2 separate regions of the Mus musculus genome follow, and region 2 is linked to region 1. Evidence: chromatin contacts called from public HiChIP or PLAC-seq data. All regions are on one chromosome and are shown on one strand. Each heading gives the region's core, a stretch centred on a gene start, on an enhancer-like site or on the middle of the called end of the contact. The rest is flanking DNA. Distances are from core to core; before and after follow the strand shown.

Region 1 (5,357 bases), core at 2,481-4,980:
AGCCAGAGAAAGCGCTAGTTTCAAGGGTGGTGGTGGCAGCTAGGATTCTTTCTAGCAATGTTAACTCTGGATTGTGGTCTGTCTTCCTTCACTTGGAGCAGTTGTTTCTGCAGATGTGCTCTGAGGCCACCTACATAGAATCCTTGCTAAAATCCCATATTTCCATCTCAGCCAAGTCAAAATTTCTGAAGCCAGATAGCCAAAGTTTGTATTTAAAATCCAAAAACTTGAAATTTAAACTGGAGCTAGTCACCGAAACCTGGGCCATTCTTGATTGGGTCCAGATGCTAAAGTAGTATTTAGGCCAAAAGGATGCTACAGTCTGACCTTTCTGGTGTTCATGTAAATCTGCAATAGTTTTACATATGGATAGATTTCACGTCCCTATTTTGAAAATCTGAAATTTGAAACATTCTACACTCTGAAACATTGAGTACCCAGGTGAATTTTGGCTATAGGGATTTCCAGCTGATGGGCTGGATCAGTTCATGTTAACTTGGCACAGCTGTCCCGAGTGCTCTAAGAAAGCAGGCTGAGCAAGCCACACGGAGTAAGCCAGCAAGCAGCACTCCTCTGTGGCCGTTGCTTTAGTGCTCATCTCCAGGTGACTTCCCTTCATAATGGGAACTAAGATGAACCTTAAGCTAAAATAAACCCTTCTCTCCCCGGGTTGCTGATGGTCATTTTGGTTTCATTACAGTCACAGAAACAACCGTTAAGACACCTGGCAATGTCTGTACGCGTCTGAAATCCAGAAAATTCCAAAATCCGAAATACTTTTGCTTTCAGGCATTTCAGATAAGAGTCAGTCAGTTTGTTCAGAACATTATTTTTCGCCCAGTTCAAAAAACTCAAAGGTCTGTTACAGTGATCCAGTTACCATTCTGTTAAAGCAAGGATCTCGCCTTCTGCCTCCCCCACCCGCGATCTGGATTGTGGGACCTGTGCGGATTGTTGTAAGGGCGCAGCATCGTCAGGGTGTGACTTAGCTGGGATGTGCTGCATGGTTTGTTATGAGCCTTGGTCCTGAAGTGCTTCCTTTTTTCTTTTTTTTTAAATTACAGAGAAAACACTAGTTTTACAACATGTATTTCATAACATTCATCCAGTGCCAACATCAGGAGAGGGGGGAGGCAGGGGCCAGTGAGTGCTGTGTGATGGATGCTTTGAAGAGACAGTGCCAGTTTCAATGCCTGAGTTCTGTTGTGTCTTTTAAGGAACTTAAACACCCTATGAGTCTCTCTCCATCTGTCAGTTGACAACTTGTAATTTGAAAGCTTTTTACAGTATTCCTTTGAGTAATGTAAACATGTTTTTTAAAAATTTCTTTTGAGTGCTTTTCTTGTACTCCATTTTTTTTTTCTGTATCTTTTAAGGATTACTTTAGGAAAAAAAATGTCAGTGTGTATGGGAGGTAGAGAACGTCTTACAAGAATTAGTTTTAGGGCCTGGAAAGATGGCCCCATTGTTAGGAATGAACAGCTCCCATGGAGTTCCATTCCCAGCACCCATGTTGGGCAGCTCACAAGCACCTGCGACCCCAGCTCCGAGGGATCGGAAGCCTCTGAGGAAGAAGAGGTTAAATGAGATCCAACTTCCAGTCTCCATCCACCGTTCCCCTGCCCGCCCCTGACCAGCTACACAAACAGCTTTCTTGCCCACGTTGATCTTCCTTCCACCCCAGGCAGTTTAACCAGACCTGCAGCACAGGCTTTGGGAGTTGGGAGTTGAATCTGTCCCTGTAGGAGGAAATCACTTGGTTGTGGAGGTAAAGTGTGCATGGGAGTAACTGTGAGGTCCCACGTTAATGGCCAACTCCTCAATCCGTAGTGATTTGAGTCTAGCTACGTCTCAGGTTCAAGTGAGGCGGGGTTTGGTTTTGTTTGCTTGCTTGTTTAAGGCAGTGCCCTAGGCCCACCCTGGGCTGCCCTTTTGACTTTGTGGGCTTGGGTGACAGTGGTCCCAGAGATGGGTATGTTAGTGCTGAGAACCAGCAAAAGTAAATGCCCGGGTATTTGCTGAGGTTTCCATAAGACAACCCCCCCCTACCACCACCACCACCATCTTCTTCCTCCCTCCCTCTCCTGCAGGGTCTTACTCCGTAGCTCAAGCTGTCCTTACCTCACCTGATAGTCCATTTGTGCCAGAAGACTGAAAATCCCTCAAGTGCTAGAATACTCAGTGGTTATATTACTATAGTAGGGGTGTGCTTTGGAAAAACCCAGTAATGAACCGGTTGAGAATGGTGTCCTGTCTGCTTCATCTAGGCCAAATGGCTTCTCCCTGTATTTCTCTAGAACTGTGTTCATTCGTGGCCCTGCACTCTTACCTACTCTGTGTGTGTTATCCAAAGAGTGACTCATTTAGCCTGTGATTGAGTCTCTCAGCTGACAGGCAATGTGTGTAGTGGTGTGGCAGGCAAACACGGCTCGGTAGGGTGTGACCTAATTGGAAGGGCAGGGGGTGCTTTTAAAAGAGAACAGGGAAACTGGCAGCATGAGACTGGTCAGAGGAGTGGGCCACTGCAGGGGTGTGGGGAGTGGGCAGCTGCAGGGGTGTGGGGAAGTGGGCCGCTGCAGGGGTGTGAGGAGTGGGCAGCTGCAGGGGTGTGAGGAGTGGGCAGCTGCAGGGGTGTGAGGAGTGGGCCGCTTCGGGGGTGTGAGGAGTGGGCAGCTGCAGGGGTGTGGGGCAGTGGATCACTGCAGGGGTGTGGGGAACGGGCTGCTGCTGGGGTGAGTCAGAGGGAGAATTTTTGCTTTGTGGTCTAAGGTAAGGGAGAAGTTGGGGTAGGGGTGTGGAGTTAGACTTTCTGGATCAAAATATACCTCCATTAGAATTTTCTAGAGAATTTGATATATAAGTACCAGTGACTGTATTTTAGCCGTATTAACTCAGAATAAGTCCAGAGAGCTGTAATTTTAAATGAAAAGAGAAGATTCTGATGAATAAAACTATTTCACTTTTGATAGTTGCTATTTTTTTGAAGTATAAGTAACTTTTAATCAAAATCATATGTGAATATATGTTTAAACGTAACTGGTTTTAGGAGAGAAGTGAGCGACTGGCAGATGGCTACATTTCTCTCCTTCCTGTTATTCCCTGTGAAACCTAGTACTCAATATTGTCTTTCTGAAGCAAGACCTTGTACCTGCAGACACGATTGAGCCAACTCTGTGGGGAAGGAAAAGCTGAGCTGGAATGATTGTTTTGATGTTTGCTGCCAGGATCCTTAGTTGGAACCTTTTCTGAGACACTGTGCCCTGTATCCTAGGCTGGCCTTGAGTTTGCTGTGTAGCCGGAGTTGACCTTGGGCTCCCGAGTTTCCTGTCCCAGCCTCTCCCGCGCAGAGATTATAGGGGTGTGCCACCACACCCAGCATGACCTTTTTATTTTTTCTTTCTTCAGGGCAAGTAACATGACTTGTTACAAGACTTACACAAAATAACGTTTTTGAAGGGCCCTTGTCTGTCTTCCCTGTAGCATGTGAGGCCCAAGCCTGCCGACCTTCTTGAGCCCTGAAATGGATGCCGAGGACTGGGCTCTGTGTACGGGCTGGCTGCCTCCTGGGTGTCTGTAGTGCTTGGGATACCATGATAAATGGAAACATTTGAAGAAATTCTGCGTTTAGCTTTTCCCTTTCATTACCAGAAGAACAGCTGTGACAGCACAAGGGAGACTGGGAGAGCGCATTCATATTTAGTCTTGTTTGACAATCCCAGATATTTTTAAACAGGATTGAGTCAGACAGCCTGCAGCACCACATTCAAACCGTCTTAATCAGCCAGCCTGTTTGGCACACAAGGACCTTGTTTTATTCTAGTAGTAAATAATTCTAAATGAATCAATACGATGTACTGGCTGTCCCCAAAGTCACAGTGTTCAGTATGTCACCACAGCCTGCCAGCATCTCCTGTACATGCGTGTTCTCTTTACTGCTGGTTGTTGTGGTCCTGATAGAGTCTGAGTCTGGCTGAGGCTTAATTCATGGCTTTTGCATAATAATTCTGGGTCATCACAGCTTTGCCTTTCTCCCCGCTTCCACTTAACATTGCCAAGTAGACACATCGCTCACTTTCTGCCCAGAAGTGGTTCTTGTTGTGGCAGCTCATTTCCTTCAGCTCCTGGGATCTTACCGTTCTGCTCCCCTGTGGCTTGGAGGTTCTCATCTCAGCAGCTGCTCTCCACTGATAGCCTTCTCATGCACCATTCTGCTCCCCCAGGCCATCTGCTCACATGTTCCTCTTCTGTCTCTCTCACATAGGTAGGTTCTGATGTTCCTGTGGCCATGCCCTCTGCCCTTGCTATGTGACTGCGCTCCTGTTGCCTTCTGAGAAAGGGTTTCTCTCTGCTCCTTAGATTTTGCAATTAAAGTAAAAAAAAAATCTAAACACACTGAAGTGTAACTTTCTTCTGACCCTTGGTATGTTCCTCAAACAAAACTTCTTTCTCTTTTTTTTTCTCCTCCTTCCAGTTGCCAGGCTTATTGAAGGCTTGGTCTACTCCAGGTTCTCAGACATGGAGATTCAGTGTACCTGTAATTTTTCTTAAACACGATTCTATTTCTGTAGACTATGAAGATGTATTTATGTATCTGTCACCAGAAAGACTGGACAAACAAGCTTAGATTAGAATTCCCACTGAAGCGTCCTGTCCCCCAGGCACTGACATGCATTGCCTTGGCGATGGTTGGCTGCACACCAGGATGGGAGATGATTCTGAGGGATTCTGTATGCATGAGGGGCTTGGTGGGAAAGTGACAACGGTGGGAGCCTGCCACGTCAGAGCAAAAGAGACCGTTCAGATAGGTCATCTCACCGATTCCTTTCCTTTCTCTGACTTTTTGATGTGTGCCAAGGGACAATAGGAAGCAGAGGTGGAAAGCAGACCATAGGGGAAAATCAGAACGGAGCAGCAGCCGGGAGCTCCCTGCTTCCAGCTGAAACAGCGCTCACTGCAGTGCCTTGGGAACTGAACAGTGCTGCATGTAGGACCGGTTTTGTATAGATGGGAGCCCAGAGCTCAGCTCCATAAGCTGTGCAGAGGTCTGGAGCAGGTGAGCTAGCCTTCACCAAAGCCATTCCTGCATCTGCCCTTGATAACGACAATGGCAGCAGTGTGTGGGAAGTGGGAAGTGTGACATTAGAAACCACTAGTGCCAGTGGGACTCCATATGTGGAAGGTTCTACTCCTTACTAACCAGCTTTAGGTAAAACACAGATGGACTCAAAGTAATGCCCAGAATTAACATTCAGGGTTATGTGTCTGCGGGATGCATGTTAAACAGATGAGCTGTGTATGTAGCTGATGGTGGTTGTTGTTACTGGTTGTTGTTGCTGCTGCTGCTACTGTTTTATTGG
Region 2 (5,526 bases), core at 638-3,137, 300 kb before region 1:
CAGCTCCCCGCCTTTCACAAAGACAAGTCCTACAGGCTGCCCACCACCCTGCCAGCAGCTATTCTCATCTGCAAAGCAGTTCCTAGCACCACAGCTTCCTGGACATTCACGCAGCCATTGTGTAGTCTGTTCTGAACCTGTGAACTTAAACAACAACAACAACAAAACCCTTTAGGAATGTGACAGGTATTAGCCTGGGGGAAACCCTAGCCTCCTAGAACTGGGCAGAGGCAGGCAGTTCGAAGCCAGCCTGGTCTACAGAGCAAGTTCCAGGAGCTACACAGAGCTACAGCCAGAGCTACACAGAGAAACCCTGTCTCAAAAAGCAAAACCAAACCAAACAACAACTGAAGAAGATGAAGAAGAGGAGGAAGAGAAGAAAAGCAAACAAAAAAAGAGAAAGAAATAATTGCAGACTTTCTGAATGGAACCTATTTAATTCACTCTATAATAGAAGAAGCAATTATAAACTTTTTCTCCAGAGAAGAACTATTTCACACAGAACCATTAACTGAGGCAAGGTACACAGTAGAGTTTAACTAAAGACATTTACTCTGTGGCCCAGAAAAAACACTGTTTTTCAATGCTGGACATTTCTTAAATGTCTACAACCTTTGGCTTCGTGCTGCATCCTCCTGTCCCACTTTAGTTTGCTAAAGCAAGATGTATAACTCTTTTAATGGTAAGGAGAGAAAGCATTTCCAAGATTGCTAAAAGTTGACAAGCAACATCCACAGCCTGACTTCCAGGCTGATACTCCATTATCCCAAGGTCCCACCCAGTCACCTATAGCACTGTCCTTCATCTGTCCCCTCCTCTTCAGCAGGCTAGCTGATTCTGTCACTTTATGACCCATCACTTTTCCACTGTCACCGCCTACCATCAACCAGGTCACCATGACAGTGCCTAAGGAGCACCCTTTCCCTTACCTGGCACGCCCTGCACTTGCTATGCATTTGCTCCCATGCCAACAGCCGAGATGAGGGCTACAAAGCCAACATGTGATACTATCTACCCAGCCTAGATTCCCAAAGTCTCTATTGCTTTCAGAATAACAATCAAAGTTCATAACAGCCTGCCCGGCCTCCCGTCACATGCACCCTAGCTTCCTGGTCACAGTGGGTAACTCCTTTCTTCTACTCCCCACCAGGCTGTCTATGTGACCCCTCTACCCCCAGAATATCGCTCTGCTCCCTCTCCTGTGAAATTCTTCCTAGAGTTTTGGACATCACTCCAATCATCTTCCCTTGGAGATGTCTTCCTCTACCCCAGAACTGATAGCCATATCCACACCCCATGCCACTCCTTAATTTTATCATTATATAATTATATAATAGGTATTTGATTGATCTCTGCTGTCTCCTCAGCTCTGCAAAGCAAAGCCTCTCTGGGTCTGGAAAAGAAAAGGTGCTCAGAGACTCTAAATATCTGACAATTGACTTGAAGGTTTTAACTACTCTATGTAGGAATGACAATGGGGAGCTTAAAAGCTACTAATTCCTACTTAAAAGAATGCCCTTCTAGGATCAATGGTATGACTGAATGGCTGTGCTCTCAGAAGGAAAAACAGCATCACAAAAGTTCAGTGCTTCAAGGCTAAGGATCCTCTCCCATGTCTTTGATGGAGCAGGCAGGCATCTATAGCAGAGAAACGAGCTTGATGAGCAGAATTCCAGGCTAACCCAGGGCACTGCACTCAGTATCGACATTCAGGCACCCCTTTCTAATCTGGGATACACTTTACTTACTGGTATTTACCGCCATAACTAGATTTGGTAACAAACCCTAAATCTCCAGCACACTATAAACGTGACTTAGCCTGCTCAGTTAGTAGCTGGCAAGAGCACTCCAGGAACAAGTGTGCCCCGAGGTACCACTCCCCAGGATCTCGCTTATCTGTGCTACATCTGCCAGGTTGTAAAAGCCTGCTCCCTCCTCCACGTTCAAAGGCTCTCTGGGGGTTGGGATCACAGCTCAGAATACCTCAGAGAGTGCTGGAGAGCAGATGCTCCTTTGAATTCATCTGCAAGTACAACTGCTACAGTCCTGACAGGAGCCTGGACTCCTCCCCAGTGGGCCAGAATCACGTTCTCCCCACACTGCTAACCAGTCCCCAAGTCACAGGGACATTCCAACCCTCAGCCAGCGCCCAGCCCAGCCACCAACTGAAGATGCTATGCACTTTTACAGCAGCCCTACAGCAAGAGTGTATCAAATGTTAGCAGGCAAATCCAACCCACAGCCCATGGGCCACACATGGCATGGTTAGCTGTGAAGGTGGCCAACACAAGATTTGGTGGGGGCTGGGAAGTGACTCAGTTGTGCAGTAGTTCCTTAAGGTGAACTCTTCAGATGGCAATGCTCTGCTGTCCAACAGTGTGAATTTCTCTGTCAGGCATGAGAACTGTCGAGGACAAAGCACAGGGCATGCTTTCCTTTCTTCAGAGCCTCCAGTCTGATGTTCCTGCTAGAACAGGCTGATGGAGGAACTAACCTGGGGAATGAAGTGATGGTGCAGAGAGCCTGATGCTCTCCTAGTACAGAAGTAGCCTCCTTCCGGCGTTTCCTCATATTGGCCTCCACAGTGTTGAACTCAGACATCGTTCCTCCGTAGGGCTGGCCAGGCGTTCCTTCGATCATGTAACTCCCATACTCTGGTCTCCAGAGGGTCGGATGGCTGTAGAGAAGTCATTTTAATTTCAGCTTATTCTTTTGCTGTAGGCCACAATTTTTTGAGTTTTTAAAAGTTGCTTTAAATTTTTTAAATATATTATGTACAGATGAGTAAAATGCTTACTAAAGCTATAAATTTTCCATAGCTTTTCAACTCCTTAGGACTGCTAAGTGTTGAGTTCAAAATTTATAAGTTTCTGGAAAATGCACACAGGTATTCCATCCAGGACAAAGCTAGCCCACTTTACAAGGAAGGAACTGAGCCTAACAGGCTGTAAGTCAATATCAAAGTTCTCCAATGCAGCTTCTCAAAACAGCAAGTAGAAAATGAACTAGAGAGTAGATGCTCCTGGCCCTGCTCCACTCCCAGGTAAAGAAGTATTTAACCAGGAAAAAAAAGTCAAGTGTGGTAGCACACATCTTTAATCCTAGCCAACTGGGAGGCAGAGACGGGCAGATCTCCAAGTTCAAGACCAGATTGATCTACAGAGCAAGCTCTGGGACAGCCAGGACTACCCAGAGAAACCCTGTCTTGAAAACAAAACAAACAAACAAAAAGGAAACAAGAGGAAGAGGAAGACACTTAAACATCATGCTGCCAAAACAAAACTGCCTCCAGTTTTGTCAGCATCTCTGCTGTGGATCTCAATCATATTTCAGAAATATGTCTATGAAAGTCTCTCCACATTGTAGCTGACTGTGCTGAGTATTCTGAAGTGCCTGTGAGGTGACTATGGTTATCCAAACTTCATAGAGATGAGACTGAGGCACAGAGAGGTTGTTCAAGGCTACTCACCAACTAGATGAGGCAGACTTGGAGACTCTAACTTGAGATCCACCCCTCACTCTTACCCTCTAGACAGCTGGGGAAAGATCCTATGTCCTAGTTACTCAGAGGCTCCAGAAACACCGGGCTGAGACTTAGGGGCTCGGCTTACTTGGGGTTTGTCCTCTCCCCCTTCTCCTGCAGAGTCTCAAGAACATCGCCTCCATTCAGTAACAACTGGACTTTCCTATTTTCATGATCGAAGGACACCAACATGTACTCCACCTGTGGAAGTAATAGAGAGATGAATGTTTTCCCAGACTTGAACTCAGCATGACCTTCAGAAGCAGAGCCAAGCAATGTAAAAGTTGCAAAGGAGTCACAGAAAATAGGGACAGCCTAGCCACATGTGCTTGTACCACAAGCCTTTGCATAACATCAAAGCCTGCAGATCGTGGGCTGTCTACAGTTCACTGTGAGAGGACAAGAACTTATTTTTCTTTTTCTTTTTGGAACAGGGTTTCTCTGTGTAGCCCTGGCTGTCCCGGAACTCACTCTGTAGATGAGGCTGGCCTTGAACTCAGAAATCCGCCTGCCTCTGCCTCCAAGTGCTGGGATTAAAGGCGTGCACCACTGCTGCCCAGCCAAGAACTCATTTTTCAATCCCTCTTTTCTCTCCTCTACTCCACATCACACAGAAAAGTCAAGATGTTCATTTTGACAAGAGCTGCTTAAAGGAGGCGTCTTGGGAGCTGAGATGCTGAGAGCAGTTTGTGAAGAGGCACCTGCTGCTCATCTCCTCAGCTGGTGACAAGAGGCTCTCCAGATGAGTCAAGAGAGATTGAACTTCCTGGCAGATTCTTCTATATTCCTGTAATTTCCCACCCTCCTCCTTCAAGAATTAAAATCATAGACATGCCAACATAAAGACATTATTTTAGAAGCCCCAACAATTTAGTTCGGGCATGGCACAGGTAATCTCACACAACGTCTTTGATCTGTAATGCCGTACCATGTTTAATGTAGGACACACGGGTGTGTTTATTACACACAGTAGAATCCACTCCCCCACCCCCCAAAAAAATCACAGGTCAAATACCAAAGAGAGACTTTTGTGGGCAGAGTACAACTTGAGCTTGCTTTTGTTTTCTCTGATATAGCATGCTTGAAAAACAAGAAGAGTTGGTGTAGAAGGTTAAGATTATTAATCACTATCTGTGATTTAAATGAAATGCCTATTATCCAATCTAAGTGAGAAGTTGTGGGGCTGGGTTATTCAAGCCAATGCTTAGCTGACTCTTCAAAGACAGCAGTCATAGAGAACATGTGGCAAGCGAATAGCCCACAAGACAAACCAGTCCCATAAGTAAATATATATATGTATGTATGTATGTATGTATGTATGTATATATATATGAATGAAAGAAACCAGGCTTGGCCTATTTTTATTAAGGAAAAAGGGGGGAAAAGGAAAGACAAGGTAGGTTAGAGTGTATCTACTTTCTTTTCCTGGCATTTAATATAAAAAGTCAGAACCACAACCTTAAATCTATCCAGAAGGCAGCCTGCAGCCTGGCTGCTTTCTTCTGAGATTATATAGTTGTTTGTCAGTACCTCTTCTTTAGTTATGTGGGCTTAGCTCAGTATTGTTGGGCATTTAAGCTGTCACTCCAAAATTCGTTTGCTGTTATTTGTTTTATTTTTTATTTATTTGTTTTATTTTCTCACTTAGTTGCCCAGGCTACCTTTGAATTCACCATGTAGCCAAAGCTGGTCTCAAAATCTTCCTACCACAACCTCCTTAGCACAGAGAGTACAGGTGTACACCCATACCAGGCAGAAGCAATAATTTAAAAGGATATTTTGTTCTTCAGTTAAAACATACAGATGAACATTTATAACCACAGGAAATGGCACAGCAGTTTAGAAAAACAAAAGAAAACAAAGCAGCCAACTGACCAACCAAGTAGACCACTTGCAGTTAATATTACTAGTCATCTAATTGATGGAGTTAGGTTCCTGTCAAGAATGGGCGACACTGACTTAGGTATGTGAAATGATAATACAAGATGTTATGCCCCTCAGTT

The links. HiChIP or PLAC-seq counts read pairs in DNA pulled down with a chosen protein or histone mark.
Region 2: an H3K27ac HiChIP or PLAC-seq map of embryonic stem cells shows a contact between it and region 1, with 3 times the contacts expected there. The contact joins two enhancer-like sites. A contact is called at or near these places in 1 of 484 Hi-C or Micro-C datasets (cortical neurons) and 1 of 115 datasets of contacts at active chromatin or transcription factors (embryonic stem cells).

What each region holds. Positions count from the first base shown.
Region 1 is chr9:77,479,549-77,484,905 of GRCm38.p6, reverse strand. All of the region lies in intron 2 of Lrrc1 (leucine rich repeat containing 1), which reads left to right. Among named protein-coding and RNA genes, the nearest start is that of Lrrc1, 63 kb to the left of the region's middle. Within about 2 kb of position 3,730, at least 107 of the 459 cell types and tissues checked have an H3K27ac peak or open chromatin away from gene starts, as enhancers often do. A contact at or near this core is called in embryonic stem cells, where this site is marked.
Region 2 is chr9:77,773,277-77,778,802 of GRCm38.p6, reverse strand. Gclc (glutamate-cysteine ligase, catalytic subunit) reads right to left here. Exons shown (of 16, transcript NM_010295.2): 2 at 3,612-3,724; 3 at 2,495-2,677. Among named protein-coding and RNA genes, the nearest start is that of Gclc, 22 kb to the right of the region's middle. Within about 2 kb of position 1,887, at least 22 of the 459 cell types and tissues checked have an H3K27ac peak or open chromatin away from gene starts, as enhancers often do. A contact at or near this core is called in embryonic stem cells, where this site is marked.